Regions from separate parts of the Capra hircus genome. Here region 2 is linked to region 1. The links are chromatin contacts, called in public Hi-C maps. All regions are on one chromosome and are shown on one strand. Each heading gives the region's core, a stretch centred on a gene start, on an enhancer-like site or on the middle of the called end of the contact. The rest is flanking DNA. Distances are from core to core; before and after follow the strand shown.

Region 1 (4,102 bases), core at 1,475-3,974:
ACATCTGCCAGCCCTATGACCTTATGCAAGTTACTTCACTGCTCTGTGTCTGAACTTTCATTTGTAAAATCAGTGTAAGTAAAACCTCAGTGGATTCTGGGGAGCAAGTCAAACTATATAATATACTTAAAATTTTTAGCATCACGCCTGGCACAAGATAAGTGCATAAAAAATGGTAGATATAGTTATTCTCATATTACAGATGAGGAAAATCCCATCAGACCTCAGAGAACAAACCTCAGAGAAGTAATTTCCCCAAGACTGTGCAGATAAATAATTTAGAGAATTAGATGCAGAAGCCCCTGGGGCTTGTAATTCTTCCTTGACATTAACCATTGTTGATATCTAGATGAAAAAGAAGGAAAAAGTGAACTCTTCTTGCTTGCTAGTTAGCACATCTACATACAGACATGCACACACATAGCTCAGCTATTTCTCTGAAAAGAGAATTATTATTCTCACAAGTGAATCTGCTGAAATGAGAATGTTTATGTATTTGAACTACCATATGCCAATATCAGAAATTCAGTACAAAGTTTCCAGCAGGCTGGGTTGTTGTCTTCTCACCCTGCCAGGTCACCAACTGGCGGTCTGTGACTTTACCACATTTTCCCGCTCCTTGTACATGTAGCTCACTTCTAATTTGCAGAATAATTGAACTCCAAGATCTCAGTCCTCAGTGTTCCAAGCCTGTACCAATGGTGTCCTTCTCGCCTTGACTTTCCATGAGACCAGGGCTGAGGTTGGATAGGACTGTTATATAGTAGCTGTGGGCTCATCATGACAAGGATGGGTTCAGTTGTTTGTCAGTCAAGGTGGATGATTTAAGGAGGCTGTGAGCAGCATAAAAGCAGTGGCTGTCTGTTTAGTTCAACAATGCGTCCTCACCCACTTAGGCCCAGTCGTTACGTAGTGAACAATCTTTGAATCTATGGGAGCTCCAGGATCACCACCAACAAACAACCTTGAATGAATCTGTAACCTGGCAGGACCCTAATGGGCCTTCCCGGAACAAACCCCTCCCCCACATCCTCTGCTGTAGCTCCTCTCTGAAGAAGCTAGATAATAGTATTTGATGCGTATTTCCTGCATTGTTTTACAGATGTGAAAATCAGCTGCAAGATGAGATGGTGGGATGGCATCACCAACTCAATGGACATGAGTTTAACCAAGCTCTGGGAGTTGGTGATGGACAGGGAAGCCTGGCATGCTGCAGTCCATGGGGCTGCAAACAGTTGGACATGACTGAGTGACTGAACTGAACTGACCTACTTGATAATCGAACGTAAGCACATGGACCCCAAGCCTACAAGTGCCTAAGAAGTGACAACGTTAATCCCTGTGACACTGCTTCATTACCATACCATCAACCAGTCAGAACTGTGCACGAGCTGACTGCATACCCTGGGTCTCTCCTCCCTCGGCTGGCCTTTAAAAAATGCTTGGCTGAAACCCACTGGGGAGTTGGGTGTTTTCAGCACTAGCTGTCCTGAATTCCTTGCTTGGTCTCCTATAACAAAAGTTGCGCTTTCCTTCACCACAACCTGGTGTCAGTAGACTGGCTTTACGGTGCATAGACAAGTGGATTCCACTTTGGTTTAGTAATAAATTAAGCCACTCAATTGCTATAGGATTCCCCATCGGGGCCCAAGTATGGGGGGCACTTCCCCAGATTGGTGCACCACCCCCTGCCAACCCCTGACACCCAATCCCACCATTTTAAAAATATTTATTTATTTGGCTGCACTGAGTCTCAGTTGCAGTACCTGGAATCTTTTATCTTCATTGTGGCATGTAGGATCAAACCCAGGCCCTCTGCATTGACATCAAGGAGTCTTAGCCACGGGACCACCAGGGAAGTTCCAATCCCACCGTTCTAATAGCACTCCTTCTTCCTTCTAGGGACTCTCCTGCCATGGACTGTTTTTTTCAAGTATGTGGTGGTGGAAGATTGTTGGCTGCTTGGAAACTGAGGGGGCCAGATTCTCTGGGAACTTTGAGCAATGGCTGCGAGGTTGGGGGAACCATCCTTCATGGGACCTGGGTGGTATAGGACTACACAGGCCTGCTCTGAGTTTTGCAGGGTTTCTTCTATTTTTCCACCCTGGACTTCTGACCCCCATGTATTCCAATGTGCCATAAAGTCTTTGAGCAATTCCCAGCTCCTTCGTTTCTTAAGATAGTTTGCAAACAAAATTGCAAGAGGGATTTCACTGATAATCTTTGTCTTCACTGATAGGCTTAAGATTATTTGGTAAATTTCCAAATAGCCATTTAGGAGCAGCAGAGAGATGTTGTACAGTCAAGGTCAGTATTTTTCAATTTGAAATATGGAGACTGAAGTCATTGGAGAAGGTGAGAGTGACTGTTTCTGAAATGATGATTAGGATCAAGTGTTTGGCACTGGAAAAGCTGGAGAGAAGGGAGTTGAAGGTTGGATCCATGGCTAAATATGGTGCCAACATCGAGTTTTACAGTCGCTGATGCATTTTTCTCATCAGCAAAGAATGTACGTTGGCAGATTTCTCTCTGGCCCTCGTAACATGGTTATTGCTCTGCGGCTTCTTCAAATGCAGTGATGAATCTGGGTCATTTTCCCAATTTTGAAATTGTGGATGTGGCCATGGCTGTTTCCAGATGGAAAATAGTGGAACCCTGGACAGAGTTGAAAAGTTATCAGCCATGATTTCTCTGATCCAACTGAATTAAGAAAGCAGGTCCTTGGGGTTTTCCACATTCATGAAAGGAATCAGGCTTTCATTCTACACTATGTATGATCTTCTCCAACAAGAATGCATATTCATTGTTTTCATTACACCAGAAAATATTCCTATTGTGTTTTATGTTTTGTTTTTTTTTTTATCTTTGAATCATTTTTGCTGGAAAAGACTCTTGAGAGTCCTTTGGACAGCATGATCAAACCAGTCAATCCTAAAGGAAATCAACCCTGAATATTCATTGGAAGGACTGATGCTGAAGCTCCAAAACTTTGGCCATCTGATGTGAACAGCCGACTCACTGGAAAAGACCCCGATACTGGGAAAGACTGAGGGAAGGGGGAGAAGGAGGTGACAAAGGATGAGATAGTTGGATGGCATCACTGACTCAATGGACATGAGTTTGAACAAGCTCCAGGAGACAGTGAAGGACAGGGAAGCCTGGCATGCTGCAGTCCATGGGGTTGCAAATAGTGGGACACAACTTAGCAACTAAGCAACAACAATAATACCATGAAAATAATGATTGCTTCATAAGCCGACATTAGTAGTATAATTTCTGTTGGAGTCATTAGCCTCCTTCTTCTTCATCTTTTGCTAAACTCACTGAAGAAAAAAAGACAAAGGAGAAAGGCAGATGGAGACCAAACTATCATCTTTCTGACTGACAAAGCTGACATGGGAGAAGGCAGAATAGATCTGCGGGGCCAAATATTGGCAGGACTGCCCATCTGGCCACAGGCAGAGCTGGACCACCGCTGGCCTCTGCATAGGGTAAGGGTGAGAGAAGATTTCCATCTCTGCTTCCCGTGGGATGGAAAGCCATCCAGAGCATGTCTTTTCTGCTATTTCCTAAAAGGAAGAAGAGTTAGGTAGGGGCCAGGCCCTCAGGCTCAGTTTCTCCCTGCAGGCTCACCAATCAGGGAAGTCACTCCACCTCCTGGGGAGGAGTGAGTGAGGGCTACAGGAGGGCCGTTGTGCTAAGGGGGCACCCACCACAGGGACAGGAGCACCTTGTCTCCAACAGTCTTCAATGCTAAAGGCTATTACAGTGGGCATTTTCTACTCATCATCTTCGGTTTCTATTCCTCTCCCCTCTGCACTGCCCCTTGATCACCTTAACTTGAGCAAGAGAGAAACACTCTATTGAAAACAGAGCACTGAACTGGGTGTCAGGAGCCCTGGATCCTGGCTGGGAGCATGGGTGAGGCACATCGGCTCTCCAGGGCTGGATTTCCTGCAGTCTTTGTTCGTCCGCAGTCTGAGGTGTAGGAGATGTTGCCCTTTGTTAGGCAAGTCCTCTGATCTGGGTCCTATGACTCTCCTGGGAACCTTGCCTCTTCTCCATATTCAACTTCTTTTTTCTCAATTTGGTTCCTTCTGTT
Region 2 (4,167 bases), core at 926-3,425, 530 kb after region 1:
CGTGTCCAGAGGTATGTGTACCCTACAGTGGTCTTTCCTTTGCTCAAGACCTTATCAAATCTTCCTAGTCTTTCAAGGATAAACTGAAGACTGAGGAATAGGTGACCAATATCTCTTCTAATTTCCTTCCATTTCCTATTTAACAGTCCATTTAAAACCTCAACCTAGAAATGGGAATTTCATGCAAAGTACGGGTTAATGGTTTAGTTAAGGCCCTCCAAAGAGATTAAGGGAGCTCAAGAAATCGTCCGGGGCTTCCTTGGTGGCTCAATGTAAAGAATTTACGTGCCAGTGCAGGAGACACGGGCTCCATCCCTGGTCTGGGAAGATCTCACATGTGGAGATCCACATGCTACCTCCGCACCTGTGGCCCCTGCGCCACAATTATCGAGCCTGTGCTCTAGAATCTGGGAGCTGCAACTTCTGAGCCCACGTGCTGCAACTACTGAAGCCTGCAAGCTGCAGGGCTTATGCTTCACAACAAGAGGAGCCACCACAATGAGAAGCCCTTGAACTGCAACTGGAGAAGTGAAGCTGCTCAGTGTCTGACTCTTCGCAACCCCATGGACTGCAGCCTACCAGGTTCTTCCATCCATGGGATTTTCCAGGCAAGAAAACTGGCATGGGTTGCCATTACCGTCTCCAGAGTTCATCCCAACCCAGGGATTGAACCCAGGTCTCCTGCATTGTAGGCAGACGCTTTATCATCTGAGCCACCATGGAAGTCCAGTAGCCCCTAATAGCCACAACTAGAGAAAAGTCCAAGCAGAGAAAGGAAGACTCAACACAGTCAAAAAAATATTTAAAAATAAAAAAGAAATTGTCCAGATGGAGTTGCAAGCAGAAAGAGTCATTAGACGTGTAAATGTGCCAACGTAGGGGCTCTTCTTTGTTTGCAGATTGGCCTGTGAGCTCTTTGCGGGCAAGACCAAGGTTCTGCTCACAGAGATAGATCCAGGACCCAGCACAGTCCCCAGCTGGATGAGCTCTGTGTGTGGTTATAAATTGAGTTATTGGAACTTTCAGTGGATTAAAAAAGGTCACAACACCTTGGCTCATAGTAAGGCATTCAACCAGTATCTCTTCACGTGGAGTTGGTAAACAAAAAGCACTGAGACACAACAATTTGGACCCAGAGTTTGGGATTCAGAGTCAGATAATCCCAGAATCAAATCCCAGTTTTGCTTGCTTCTTTTTGCATGCCCTGAGCCACTCCTCAGTAAAGGCACTACTTCACAGGATTGCCATGAGATGGCATGAAATCACACATGTGAAATCTACATTAGCGATTACTGGTGCTTGCTCAACATTACCTGGGGCCAGAGGCTGTTCTAGGGCTTTCCACTTGATCCTCATACAATCTGAAAAGGAAGGTGCTTTTTTTTCCCCCACATACTTTATTTACTTGGTTGAAAGCCTTCTATGGTCCATAAAATGTTTTCTGTAGTTGATCTCAACTTTGTTCACACTGATCTCCGTGAGTCAGATACTGTTTTTCTATGCTCAGGACTCTACTCAGGGTCTGCCATTGCCAGTTGTTTTATTTCAAGATCAAGGTTAGCACTTTCATATCAAATCTTATTTTAAATCCTTCTCTGTCAATTCTTTCCAGGATTCTAAACTTTGCATTCCTACATAGAACCAGCATCCTAAATCACCAAGATAAATCCCTTTCCTCCGATATCATGTGATCTAATTCCACCTGCCCCTTCCCGGGACCACTAGGCTCCAGCACCTTGGCTGTGATGCCAACTGGGCACCTCCTGCTCTACCCTCAAGGAAAGTGCCTTTAACCACGCCCACCCCCCCACCATACAGGTGAGGACGCTGTGGAAGAAAAAGGTAAGTCAAGTCCCCAGGGTCATTCAGCTAGTGGTAGTGATTCTGTGAGGCATACACAGCCCATAATCTTAATTAAGGGAGAGCTACAGGTGCCACATGTGGCTAGAAGTACTCAGAAAAGGGATGCCATTATTATTGCTTTCCCGATGGCTCACACGGTAAAGAATCTACCTTTAATGCAGGAGACCCGGGTTCGATCAGTAGGTCAAGAAGATCCCCTGGTGAAGGGAATGGCTACCCACTCCAGTATTCTTGCCTGGAGAATTCCGCAGACCGAGGAGCCTGGCAGGCTACAGTCCATGGGGTCACAAGGAGTAGGACACGACTGAACAACCTGCACAGGTATTATTATTGCAGTCGTCATGTTTGAGGAGCAGAGAACGCGCGTCCCCACAATTGCTCCACAGCAGAGCAGTAACCCCAGGGCCTCCACACTCAGACCTGGGCTGCCCTGGCTGGTTTGCCCGGTTGCCTTCCCCAGGGCCTGTCCTGGGCAGCCACACCCTGCATCCTCACCACACCCTGTGCTATGCTCTCACCACCCCAGAAGTTCTGGCCACACCCTGTCTGCTCCCGGAAGGTAAACAGGGCCACCGGAGAAGGGTGGCATTGTTGTGCCTGCGGTCTTGGCCCTGGAGGCCCAGGGCTCAGGCTTATAAATGCCACAAATCAATAAGCAGTAAAAGTCAGAACAGAGGCCCTCTTGAACTTCAACTGACCTCCGCTCCCAGCCAGTTAGTCATGAGAGCAAATGCTCAGGAACTGATTTCAGGAGAGAAAACTTCCGCGTGGCCTCTAGTTAACTTGAAGGAAGGGGTTTGCAGCCTGGAGGAGGTGAGGGGGCGTTAAGTTCTGAGGGAAAGGCAGGCAGTCTCCCAGTGTCACTCAGAGCAGAAAAAACTGCCCTGGTCCCAGTGAAATGTGCAGTTGTGGATGAGTGCAAGACCCTTTCTTGCCCGGAGCTGTCTGCATGACTAGGTTTCATTACAGCAGCTCAGACTGATTGATGGAGGGCTTCCTGGGCGCCAAGCACTGTGTTTAATCTTTACCTGCCTTAACTCACTGGAGGTGCTCAATGACCCTAGGAGGTGGATTTATTATCTTCATTTCACAAATGAGAAAACCATGGTGCAGATAAAGGGTAAATAAACTGCCCCAGGGTTTCTCAGCCTCTATGAGGCAGATGCTAGAATCTGAACCCAGGCAATCTCCTGGGTTAGACAGTCACCTCCCTGGAGGCTGGCCTCGGGGATTTCTCTCTGTGTTTCCCCTCCTCATTCAATTTGAATCGGAATTCTAATACAAAGATATACACAGAAAAGGATGACTTGGAGGGGCTGTTGAAGGTCCCCGTGAAACCTGCGAGGGCTCCTCAGGGGCAGCTGGGAAATGTGTTGGATGTTGGAGAAACATGCATCCCAGGGCCACCAACTCTGTTGCTGTCCCTAGATGAGAAGCCACCAGTTAAGGTGAGGCCCCTCACCTGATCTTTGCTGCAGATTATTTTGAGGGTGGAGGGGGCATCTGGCTTGGGGATAGACCTCTCAGAGTTATTTCCCCAACATACAACTTCTGCCAAATCTGATCTCCTGGTATTTCTGTTTATGGTGCAGGTTGAAGTTTGGTTTTCTGTAGTTGTTCCTTGGAGCTAATTTCTTGCAAAGGATGTGACAAAGGTCACTAGAGAGAAAACACCTGGGCACAAGTTTCACAAGGGCGAGGCAGCCTGCACAGCATGGTCCCTCACCTTAACAGTCTAAAGTAGTGGGGTAGGACTCACGTGATCAAGGCCACCCTGAGAGCTGGGGCTGAGTGTGGTAAGAAAAAACCCTGCCTCAAGTGTCTTTGTGGCTTATCTGCTTGGGGTTTCTGCAGGTTTACTGGGTTTGTGGTTATCCATGCCCCTGGAGGAGAAAATGGCAACCCACTCTAGTATTCTTACCTGGAGAGTCCCATGGACAGAGGAGACTGGTGGGCTATAGTCCATAGGGTCGCAAAGAGTCAGACACAACTGAGTGACTAAACACACACACAGGGCTGTTGGTGGCTCAGTGGTAAAGACTCCGCCTCCCAGATGAAAGGATAAGGAAGTTGTGATACATATACACAATGGAATATTACTCAGCTATAGAAAAGAATGCATTTGAGTCAGTTCTAATGAAATGGATGAAACTGGAGCCTATAATGCAGATTGAAGTAAGTCAGAGAGAGAAACACCAATATAGTATATTAAAGCATATATATGGGATTTAGAAAGACAGTAACAACAGCCCTATATGCAAGACAGCAATAGAGACACAGATGTAAAAGAACAGACTTTTGGAC

Evidence for each region. Hi-C and Micro-C count contacts between places; a contact is called where the count stands out from the background.
Region 2: a Hi-C map of blood shows a contact between it and region 1, with 5 times the contacts expected there. The contact joins two enhancer-like sites. A contact is called at or near these places in 3 of 5 Hi-C or Micro-C datasets (all in blood).

The regions. Positions count from the first base shown.
Region 1 is chr6:58,026,752-58,030,853 of ARS1.2, forward strand. No RefSeq gene overlaps it. Among named protein-coding and RNA genes, the nearest start is that of TBC1D1, 260 kb to the left of the region's middle. Within about 2 kb of position 2,725, at least 1 of the 5 cell types and tissues checked has an H3K27ac peak or open chromatin away from gene starts, as enhancers often do.
Region 2 is chr6:58,557,251-58,561,417 of ARS1.2, forward strand. No RefSeq gene overlaps it. Among named protein-coding and RNA genes, the nearest start is that of TLR10, 43 kb to the right of the region's middle. Within about 2 kb of position 2,176, at least 3 of the 5 cell types and tissues checked have an H3K27ac peak or open chromatin away from gene starts, as enhancers often do.